Linked DNA regions of Zea mays: all the other regions are linked to region 2. A link is a contact called in public Hi-C data. All regions are on one chromosome and are shown on one strand. Each heading gives the region's core, a stretch centred on a gene start, on an enhancer-like site or on the middle of the called end of the contact. The rest is flanking DNA. Distances are from core to core; before and after follow the strand shown.

Region 1 (3,811 bases), core at 39-2,538, 150 kb before region 2:
GCGGAAGGTGTCGTCTTCGCAGGTGTGGGGGACATTGTCTTCAGTGGGCTCTTGGTGGGTGGATTGGGTGAGGGCGAGGGCCTTGCCCTTTCTTGCGGCAAGCAGTGCTGCCTTCGCAGCCTCGTCGGCCTTCGGGTTAGCTCTCTTGGGTGCCATCGCGGGTGGTTTTGTCGTAGCACGAACGGTGGGCGCCAAATGTTGGAACTTGCTATCAGCCGCAAGAAGGCCAACAGGGGTGAACAGTGTAGACAGTAGGGTTACGCGTGAGATGGCAAATAGCTCTGTTCACCAGCCCTCTCACGGGCACTGAGCGGGGGTATTTATAGGTACCCGAACGCCCAGCGCCTTGTGTTAAGGACGCATGTGCCCTCAGCTACCTAGGTTATCCCCAGAATATTCCCAAAAAGCAGGGTTACAGACCGTAATTACAGGGATGCCTTTACAAATTAGGCCCGTAACACGCGGCGGCCACGCAGGGCCCGTTACAATGGGTCGGATCGCACGTGGGCCTCTGAGCTGGACGAGGCCGCGCCGTGGGATGCCTTCGTCGCCGGTCTTCGTCTGGTGCCGATCAAGCGAAGGGTGCCCCTGCCTGCTGTCTCTGTCAGAGCAGCGGCTAAGCAGCGAAGACTTCGAGCGAAGGGTGGCGTTTCTGCCTTCGCTCCAACATGTGTTCCTATATATGTGTAGGTGGGCGGGCACCACTGTTAAGCTGTCGACCCATTAGGATTAGGGTTTCCCCTAGGTATCTATATATATGTAACCATCTCCTAGGCAATAGAATAAGCCTTCAGGTTCTCTTACTGTTCCGATTAACATGGTAATTTTATTTTTACTAATATTGATTAGACCCTGTTCGGTTAGGTCAGATTAAGGACAAGAGCTATTCCAGCTAATCATTACTAGTCAAATAAACTTATTATTTTAGCCAAAACGATCCCGATAAAACCATTCCGGAGCAAGCGAACATGCCCTTGTATAATCTATGTGGACTGAAAGAGAGTAGATCAAAATCCATAAAAAGTTAAAATCTCTACTTTTTTTTTTAAAAAAATCATCCAATCCATGAGGTATTGGCCTCAATCCGACCTTACCGAATAGGCCTTACCGCTTATTTCCTTGCTCTTCTTTTTGTTATATAAACCTGATGGCCGTCGGCGACTAAGCTAAGACTACTCGACAGATCGGTGGCTGCATTAGAATCACGTTCATTGGTACAACCTGGGAACTCTCAGTCGGCAGTGAGCAGCCTGCAGCCCGTATCCTTCCCATTGGGCTTCCCGCTTCCCACAATCTTTCAGGCGGTGGGCACGAAAGCACTAGTCGTATTGGGCCCATTTAGTTCCTTTCTTAGTATAGAAATATGCGCTCATCTGGGCCCCAACGACGGGCCAATAACTCTATTCCTATTCCTTTACTTCCATGTTACAAAATGGATATGATGGATAGAAGATTGATGGGCTATTTAGATTCATATCATTACAAATTTTGAAATGTTGAGATCTGCCATTATAGTTTATTTTTTTCTATTTTTTTCATTATAATTATTGGTCTACCTAATTCATGCCATTTTCTACATCTCTGGCGTGCCTAAAGCCACTCTCAGGCCACTAGACGCCTATGCATCTTTAGCAGGTCAAAGGCCTGTTTGGTTCGTGGCTAACTGTGCCACACTTTGCCTAAAGTTAGTCGTCCGAATTTAAGAACTAACCTTAGGCAGAAAAGTTAGGCAAAGTGTGGCAAGTTAGGCAGCGAACCAAAAATATCCCAAAAACATCCCTGCTTCTCCCTACTTGTTGGCAGTGGCGGATCTAGGAACTTACATTAGAGTATGTCAAGCCAATATTTTTATATACGATTTGATAAGAAAAAGGTAAAAACCGGTAAATAACTTCAAAGCGCCAAGCAATTCGGTACACACCTATAAAATAGCTACAAAAACCGACACAAATTGTAATATAAGTATACTTTGAACATATTTAATCTAAAACATGCATAAAATAAGATTGCAAACCGGTAGTAGATCAATATATAATCACTTCTTATCCTTCTTGTTCGGTCAGTGGTGGCAGAAAGAACAGCGAATGATGGCAACAGATGAGTAGAATCGGCGGCGACAGAAAGACGAGCGGACGGAAGTCGGAAGAATGCAACCAAGAAACATATGATAGCAGATAATATATGGCAAATAGACTACACCCATCGCCCAGGAAAGTTGCTACAGAACTCCAGTACCAAGTAAAGCCTGCAGGCCGCCACTGGTAGCTGAAAAAAGAGAGGGAAGAGTGCTGTCCAGAAACGTCTCCACAGCGGTATCAGAAAACTGATGCTTTCCACATCCTTATGCTTGATACCGTTAATGTATTTTGTATGATGTTAGGTATGTCCTCAATACATATGTAGTCATGAGCAACCCATTTTCTATGTATATGTATATACATGTGGATATTTTGGGCTACTAAAACAAATAGATTAGTCAAAGACATACTAATGATGATAAACACAATGCTACTAGGAAAATATCGAACTAATATGTTGCTTTGTTCCACTTCTAACATGCTACATCCAAGACACTCACAAACAAGCAGTACTCTTGACAATTACTAGAGGCTTACATCGACTTGAAGCAACTAATGTGACATAACTTGACTAAAATAGACACCCACACATGACACTTGGACAACTTTTGAACTAAGCATACTTCAACCCATGGAACCACGCCTTGCCCACAGATGTTCGATAAGGTTGTACTGCAGAGATAGGTTCATGTTTTTGCAGGTGATATCAAGATCTCCTTCGTTTGGCATTTCGATAAGGTTGTACTGCAGAGACATGGTGTTCAATGAGACTTCTTCAGAACATTCACCTCAATGTACTTCTTGGCGTTGTCCTATGTAGCACCAATGTTGGAAGTAGAGATGGCAATTTGTCCAAAGCAGAAATCTCCATAAACCCTAGAACAAGCAAACACATTGAAGTGCACAGAGAGAGTAGAAGAAAGCAAAGCGCGCACCTGCACTCCAATAACCTTCCTTGTATCTAAGATCATCTTCCTTATCTCTAGGATAGTGTCGGCGTTTCGAGACCGGGGGGTCCCTAGGCCGACGAGTGAATGTCGCCGCGTGCCCTAGCCCAGGTGGGTCGAGCGCGAGGCCGAGCGCGAAGGGGGGAAGCGAGGTGGCCGGAGACCGGCGTGAGAGAGGTGGGAATCCCGCGGCCTTCGTGTTCGTCCCGCGCCCAGGTCGGGTGCGCTTGCAGTAGGGGGTTACAAGCGTCCACGCGGGAGAGGGAGCGAGCGGCCTCACGCGAGCGCCTGTCTCGTCCTCGTCCCCGCGCGGCCAACCTTCTCTAAGAGGGCCCTGGTCCTTCCTTTTATAGGCGTAAGGAGAGGATCCAGGTGTACAATGGGGGTGTAGCAGAGTGCTACGTGTCTAGCGGAGGAGAGCTAGTGCCCTAAGTACATGCCGTCGTGGCAGCCGGAGAGATTTTGGCATCCTGCTGGTGTGATGTCGTGGCCGTCGGAGGAGCGATGGAGCCTGGCGGAGGGACAGCTGTCGGAGCTGTTGAGTCCTTGCTGACGTCCTCTTGCTTCCGTAAGGGGGCTGAGAGCCGCCGTCGTCACAGAGTATGCGGGGCGCCATCATTGCCTATCTGGCGGAGCGAGCCAGATGGGACGCCGGTCTTGTTCCCCGTGGCCCGAGTCAGTTCGGGGTAGGGTGATGATGGCGCCTCCTGTTGTCGTGGCTGGTCTGCGCCCTAGGTTGGGCGACGTGGAAGCTCCTCCGAAGCCGAGGTCGAGTCTGTCTTCCGT
Region 2 (4,059 bases), core at 1,064-3,563:
GAGCAAGAACGCCCGGCATAAGGGAAAACTTCTCGACGACTACGCACTCCCAGTTCTTGGATAACTTGCCAACCTCCAAGCGCCGGTCGTCGACGACACCTTAGAAACTGAGGCTCCATTCATCGAATACCCTGACTGCTTTCTCGACACCTTTGACGCACTCCTTCTGCTCTGTCGTGAACTCCGAGAATGTGGCCTCCTAGCTTGTCTCCTGATTGGCAAAACATCGATCCCACTTGGTGTCATGCTTCTTGAACCGCCTCACAATTTCGTTGAGAACGATCTACGTATCTGGATTCGTCACCACTTGCTTTCGCCGAAAACGTGTCAGATACGAATGTGCCACCGACTGCATCAGTTCGAGCTTCAACACAAGAAAGAGCCCGAGAATCGGTGGCTTTGATACCACTTGTTAACCTCTCACTCAAGCATCTCAGTGTACGAATTATTACAGTTCCAGAGTAGATGAGAAGGGGCGTAGGAGAGACTTGGGTGTCGTTTGGTTCACATATTTGTAACGTAATGGGTAACTGAAAACGTTAAATCATGTTTGTTTTAGTCCAACTGTAATAAGATACCACACTAAAAATTGATACCAGCCTATTCAAATTTGTTACCGCCAGTAATCGAGCGTAAACCATTACCATTACCATTTGCTTTACATTTCTTGAACCAAACAGCACCTTGGAGAAGTAGGAGAATAATATTTGATACATGCATAACCCTCTCTCTCGTTTCTACCGGCATATATGCTTCCTCTACTCTATTGTGTTCACCCAATCTGGCCCAACCACCTTGGCATTTTCCTTCCTGTGCATGTTGCTTCGTCGAGGCCCGCTTGGACCTATTTCTTGTCCGGCACATGCTTTCCTTGGTACAGACTTGCTCCCAGCTTGCCTTGGTGACGATTCGCTCACACCACGTTGTTCATTGTTTGGTTGAAGTGTCATATGAGTGTGGATGGAGAAGAGGGAGGAGCGTGTTCGCGTCTGATCATTTTGGTGGAGTGGGAGCATCCTAAATATCCTGTTCCGTTAGAAATCAACCATACACATCCTAAATCCCCTCAGGAATTCGAGGAATTCGGATCCAATCTAGGTAGTTTCAATAAAAATATATATAAAGGTTCAACCTCTGTAACCTGCAGTGCCTTTCCATGGTATAAAAACACAACTTGCAATGCTCATTTCTTTTTGTTTCTCACTTCTCAGCCGTGCATGCACGTTAGGGGCCTACGACCGGTCCTGAACATGTACATTAGGGGCCGCAAATCAAATTAAGAGCCGATTGCCTTAAGGGTCCTGAACATGTACATTAAGGGTCCTGAACACGAGAGGGACGAGATAGGAATGTCAAATGTGTGCGCGCCTAGCTCAGTAGCTCTACCACTGCCACCGACATGCTGTTCGCATATGCAATGCAGTACAACATCTGACAACGGTAGTACTAGCAAAAAGCAAAACAGACCAGATCGAACGGCCGAGGAAGTCATAACAACATCGATCGAACGGATCATTTCACCACTCCCAGAAACAGCAGGATCTGGAGGAAGATGTAGGACGCGCCCCCGATGGTGGCGTACTGCAGCTTGCTCTCCCCCTCCACATCTGCGAAATCGCCGTCCGCGCACTTGCTGAACCCGCCGGCGAGCCACGCCAGGTTCCTGTACCCGTCGTCGTGCAGCATCCTCACCGCGATCAACGACCTTGTGAGTTGAAATTTGAACACCACGAACGAAATGAGTAGTAACTTGTAACTTGTTGCACGCACGACCTAGCTTGTGAAGAATTAATGCGTAGTCTTGTCATTTTACCTGAGGCCTTCGCCACAAGCGACGAGAAGCTTGGCGTCCTTGCTGCCGTCGACGGCGGCGGCGACGTCGTCGACGAAGCGCTCGTTCATCTTGGTGAAGGCCTGGCCGGTCCAGAGCCCGATGTAGCCCAAGTGGACCCACTTCTTCAGCAGCGTCACGGGGCCCATGTCGTCGTCCCCCACGAACAGCGGCACGTGCACCGAGCCCCGCACGCTGGCGCGGGCGCGCTCCCACTCCGGCCGGACGTCCAGCAGGCGGAACCCCTCGCCGCCCAGCGCCTCCGCAGCGTCCCTCGGCCGCACGGCCCTCACCGCGCCCGACCGCACCAGCGCCTCGGCGCCTCCGGCCCACGACGACGTCGCCTGCGCCCTGACGCGACGTCGGGCCAGGCCAGGGGACGCGGGCCTGGTGCAGGTGGATGCGGCCGCCGCAGCACCCATAGCCATGCCCACTTCCACTTGCTGCTTGTCAATTGAGGCCTCGCTCAGTCGCGTTCGTTTCCATGTCACTCTTATCTGGATGATATTTCAGGTCCAATCCGCACCGTCGGTACACTGCACACTGCATCTAGGGCTGACAATGGGCTATACTTTTTGCACTATAAGATTTAAGGATCGAAGCGGGTTAGGATCGGGCTTTATTTCTAGTCATTTTTGAACTATAATTTATTTAGGGCCTTGACATTTTGTGAAGAACTATTTGGATCACGATCCATTACCACCCCTATCTGCATCTCATGGCCGTACGATCCGTCTTAATAGATGAGGCGGGGCTCGACGAGATCTCCGCTCGTTGATTTGCGTCCTAGCTAGTGGGGGCCACAGCCGAGAGGACGCTGGTATCGCTAGAACTCCTCTGCACGGCCTCCGACACCGACAGCTCCGCAGCCCCGTGCTCGACCCCTAAGCTCCATCACGGGCCATCTCTCGTTCTTCGTGGGCTTTGAATCGGTCCGGCCCGCCAAAAAGCCCATGCTCATTAGGCTAAATCGCCACGGAAAACGACCCAGCAAGCCATGTCTGGACCGTTAGACAGGTACGGAACCCAGCTCCGCACGGTCTAGTGGCACGTCGTGTCGTGGCTGCCCTGATGCAAATGGACCGTGCTTTGGCTGGGTTCGTGTCAGGTGACCCGTTTGTACATAGTTAGCGGAAATGCATCTGTACAAAAAAAACCCGGCATGGGACTCCTAATAACAGAGGAAAAAAAGTCGATTCTTATTGCAAACAAACATCGATCGACGCACATGACAGCATAATCGCTTTACGCTGCGGGACGCTACGCGAACTCGAAGCTCATGAGGACCTTGACGCTCTTGAACTTGAGCCCCTTGTGGTCGAACAGCGGCACGGCGCGGATCCCTGGCCGCAGCTCCGCCACAGGCAGCGCCGTCTGCCCGCCGAAGTCGTCTTCGTTCACGTCCTGCTCGTGCACCTCCACGCGGAGTACCGCGATCTCAGGTACGGTCAGCGGGAAGGCGAACTCTTCCTCCCACACCGGCACCCAGCTGTCCTCCACGGCTTTCGTCTTTCTCATCACCGAGTCTAATGGAACTCCGGCGATGCCAACCTGTTGGCGAACCGAACCAAATTAGCGATGCGCCCTCATGTTCCAGTCCTGGCGTGACTGCTTCGGACGATCTATAGGCATCGCTGACTTCTAAACGTTGGCACGGGCTCAACGAGTGAACAGACCTTTACATAAAAATCTGGAGGTGAGTATGAGTCGAAATGTGTCTGCTTGAAGTCCTTTTGCCAACCTTCCCCCATGTACACCTTGACCTGCAAACCGCTACCGAATCAACCCATTTCTGAAACCCAAAGAAATTTTTTTTAAAAAAAAAGAGAGAGAGAGAGAGGAAGAAACACACCATCTACCTTCAATGTTGCCTTCACCGGCAAATCTGCCTTCGAATCAAACACCTTTCCATCTGGACAAGTTTGCATCAAGAAATCTGGTTTTTTCACGTAACCGCAACCGCCATTGGCTTTATAAAAACCATGCATTAACCAAAGTGCTCTTCCATATCCCTGGAGGAAAAAATGGACATATAGGATATTCATGACATTAGGCAGCTTCTACACATGCTTAAGTGCAGGGAAGATATAACACAACTAATTCTGGCATTCTGCTTATGTTACAGTTCTAAACTAATTAATCAGGTTCCTTTCAGAACTTGTTCGGTTACGTAGGGATTGAAGAGATTGGAGAGGATTAAATCTCTTCCTAGTCAAAATTAAATAGAA
Region 3 (3,729 bases), core at 336-2,835, 250 kb before region 2:
CGAAGGAGACGGTACGCACATACGGCTCCCCATTTCTAATCAATCAATGAATAATAGTGTCTGCTGCTACCCCAAGACGTGGAGAACGCCTATTCGACGCCGCGGAAGAAGAGCACCCAAGAGATCCTCACCAAATACGAATTCAAAGGGGGTCGCTTTCTTTTCTTCACCAAATACGATGGTTTACCGGACTCCGTGTTCCTCCGCCGTCGCGCGTGCAGGACGCCGCGGCTCACGCGAAGCAGAAGCTCGTGGAGCGGCCACCCGCGCCGCTTGGTTCCTCTCCCTGCACAATCGCATCCGGCAATGTGATTGGTTTCTCCGTTTGGTCGCCATCGGTCAATCACAGCCAGCATTTGTTGCAACGGAGGAGTAGTGTGGCGGTCGGTACCGGTATTTTACTCGTGCTCTGTAGCCTGTAGCCTTTGTACCACTACCACTACCAGCCTCCATCAGCAGAAAGGAAGGCAGAGCAATGTGACGTCCCAGCAGCAGTATGAATTTTTTAGCTTCAAAAAATGAGACGCGACCTGCCGGTGCATTGATTCAGTTTTTGCTCTACCCAGCATCGCTGTTTGGAAACCAGCAATTGTCATTAAACCTCGTTTACCATGTGCCTGACTAGAAGACTACGTGGAGACTCCTGGTAGAAAGGATGGCGCACGTGTAGCGGGAAGCCGGGTAGTACCTCGGAGACTGTTGAGCCAAAGTTTATTTCGACGCATTTTCCTATTCTGCAGTAACAGAGACTATGCACCGGCTTCCTCAGACGCACAATTTCAACGACTACTAAGCTAGAGATTAAACAATTGATAAGCCAATACTTACACATGCACAAATAAATAATAGCGGCAATAAATCGAAAGCCTAACACAGCTAACAGTTTTAAATCAGTTGGTTGACGAGGTCATAATTTTAAGATTGATTTGCGGAACAGAGATAAAAACAAAAGGGACAAAATTGATCGGTTCCAGTTAAACTAGTGACATGGTAAGTTTTAATATATTTAGAAAGTATCGGTGGCAAGTTTTAATATATTTAGAAAGTAATATGATTTTTTTGCTACCTATATTATTTAAGGGCCTACTCAATCTAGTATTTAGGTACTAGAATTATTGGACCTGCTCTAAAGCAAAGAAAAGAATCAACACCACTCTCTCGTCTTCTAGATACGAGCAGGCTGTTCTTGGTTTCAGAAAGAAAAGAAGGGGGCGACTCGGTGTAGCATAATCACCAACCAACACGTGGATCAAAAAGATTGATTGTGAGAGATAGCGTAAACACCAGAACGTCATGCATCTAATAAACTCTTAATACTCCCTCCGTTTCTTTTTATTTGTCGCTAGATAGTGCAAAATTGCACTATCCAGCGACAAATAAAAAGAAACGGAGGGAGTATTGTTCTGTGGGTTGGTTAGTAGTCCTAGTAGCAGTACTACCCCCTACTGCTCACTCACATCTTGCTGCTGATCGAAGGTGAAGGTGACGGAGGGGGCCGAAATACTTGGTGTTGGCCTAACCACGAGGACCTCGTGTGCTGCTGCAGTCCATGTGGATGTAATGGCCATGGCCAGGTCGTCCCCCCATCTTTAGCGGAGAAAGGACAAACGCATGGCCACCCAAACAAAGCAGGGGCATGGCGCAGCACCGGCCATGGTGATGGGCTGATGGTGATGCTACCACCTCCCAACTAATTAATCCCCTCCTCCGTCCACAAAACATCCGTGACATTGCGACTAGGACTGCGACTGCGACGACCTCACTCTTCGAGTTGATTTGGTGACAGCTGGATCAAAAAAGGATTGAAAGGGATTGAGGAGAAAATAAATTAATTTCTCTCTCAATTTCCTCTAATTCTTCTATAATCTCTGGTCACCAAACCAAATCTTTCCGTGATTACTGATCACCAATTCTAATTCTAGCGGCCCCTCGGTGCCTAAAAAGCTTCGTTTAAACATTAATAAAAAATCGTTCGAGAGAAACAACATTATATTATTAGTAGGGGCCGGCCGCGGCGTTCACTTATGCTCTGACCATGATGAAAGATAACTGAATGTATCGCGCATGCATAGGACCCATTAGTTGAAAACACTCTCTAATGGGTTCTATAAAAAAAAGTTATGTGTATACCGGATGTAAACATCATCTTTTACAGTCTATCATATCTAACTTAGAGGACTACAAAGACATATCAAAATTAAAAAATAATTCTTTAGTAATTTATTTTTCTTTTATTTATATGGACCAGTAGATGATGTATATGAGGTCTGTAAAAGAGATTCTTTGTATCTGAGATGTAAAGAATTTTTTTTCTTTTTAAACTCGGCACGGAGAATCAATACTTCCTTTATATTTCTCTAGGCAAAAACGTTTAGATAGTGATCGTAGAAGCTCCGTTCAAAGTAACACACAAAATTAAGCCAGTCCTTTAGTTGAGTGTTTTTTATGAAAACTTTATGCCATCCAAACTAATCTTCACTAACTGAACCAGTATAAGGAAAGACATAATGTAAAGTTATATAGATTACAATAGAGACGATTCCTTATTCCGCATTATTAAAGTTTCTGGTTTAGTTTTCTGCCTTTAAAAATAAATCTTCTCTATTTAACACTGAATATAAATTTTGATGCCCTATAAGATACTATCGTTAGTTCTGACCTTTAACAATTCTTACTTTCACATGAAAAGATGATTTTATTCCTAGGCCCATTTAACATCAAATAGCCGGGGAATGTTGTTGCCATGCATTGCAGCGCTCGCTTGGGAAATCCCATGGGTTGCTTGCAGCCTTGCAAGCAAACATATGAGACTATTTTTAGCAGTCTCTATTCTACTTTCTGTTTCAATGTTTATTTTAAACTTTACTGTATAAACGATACAGTCTATAGTATAAACAATATTTTACAAGCTTATCTATACACTTTGCTAGATATAGTCTGACAACGCCGACTAAAGCCATGCCGCACGATCATGAGCGAAGACAGCATGATTCGTGGGTATTTCCAAAAATATATCCTTTGTTTTGTAAAGAGTATGCACGTACAATATATAAGAATAAATATATTTATGTATCTTATCAAAATGACTTCTGAGATCTTAAGAAACCTATCAATCTTCCTTTTTTCTAGTCTCATATTCATGCGTTAGCAGAGGGTGTTTTAATGGACTAGAGCTAATATATAGTTAGTTAGCTAAATATTGCTAATATAATTGGCTAGCTAACAAATAGTTAGCTAACTAATAGCTAATTTACTAAAAGTAGCTAATAACTAAACTATTAACTAGATTGTTTGGATATCTTAGTTAATTTTAACAGCTAACTATAGTTCTAATGCATTCAAACAGCCCTTAGTTTATTAGTCATCTTTTTGCATATGAAGACGTTCATGTTTAGTCGCATGCTAATGTTTTTTTCTCGACGCACCAATACGAAGCTCATGCTCATAATTTAGGAATTTTCTAATAAATTATGTTTCACAAAAAGTTATGTTGGGGATAAGGTTCGTCCACATTAATAAAATCAATGTTTAGACATCCTCTTAGATAAGGACCTCAATCAAGAAGTCACTTAGAGAAGCTTTGAATCAATGGGCAAAGCCGAAAGACCTACGAAGTCGAAAAGCACGTGAAGCCAAAGGTTATATGAACTCAAAGGTCACGCCAAGGCGAAGCAAGGGAATGAAGCTTCGACATCTTTAGAGGAGAAAGACGAAGAAGGTCCTAGGGAG

The links. Hi-C and Micro-C count contacts between places; a contact is called where the count stands out from the background.
Region 1: a contact with region 2 is called in a Hi-C map of ear, with 6 times the contacts expected there. The contact joins the enhancer-like site here to the promoter of LOC100283609 in region 2. A contact is called at or near these places in 5 of 25 Hi-C or Micro-C datasets (ear, leaf and tassel).
Region 3: a Hi-C map of leaf shows a contact between it and region 2, with 6 times the contacts expected there. The contact joins the enhancer-like site here to the promoter of LOC100283609 in region 2. A contact is called at or near these places in 2 of 25 Hi-C or Micro-C datasets (ear and leaf).

What each region holds. Positions count from the first base shown.
Region 1 is chr1:44,637,728-44,641,538 of Zm-B73-REFERENCE-NAM-5.0, forward strand. No RefSeq gene overlaps it. Among protein-coding and RNA genes, the nearest start is that of LOC103644592, 42 kb to the left of the region's middle. Within about 2 kb of position 1,289, at least 17 of the 20 cell types and tissues checked have an H3K27ac peak or open chromatin away from gene starts, as enhancers often do. A contact at or near this core is called in ear, leaf and tassel, where this site is marked.
Region 2 is chr1:44,791,408-44,795,466 of Zm-B73-REFERENCE-NAM-5.0, forward strand. LOC100283609 (rhodanese-like family protein) reads right to left here and starts at 2,314. Exons shown (of 2, transcript NM_001156510.2): 1 at 1,814-2,314; 2 at 1,167-1,705. The coding sequence starts at 2,259. The coding sequence ends at 1,513. It overlaps LOC100191466, which reads right to left. Exons shown (of 8, transcript NM_001136899.1): 7 at 3,691-3,843; 8 at 3,012-3,594. The coding sequence ends at 3,454.
Region 3 is chr1:44,544,471-44,548,199 of Zm-B73-REFERENCE-NAM-5.0, forward strand. No RefSeq gene overlaps it. Among protein-coding and RNA genes, the nearest start is that of LOC103644592, 51 kb to the right of the region's middle. Within about 2 kb of position 1,586, at least 15 of the 20 cell types and tissues checked have an H3K27ac peak or open chromatin away from gene starts, as enhancers often do. A contact at or near this core is called in ear and leaf, where this site is marked.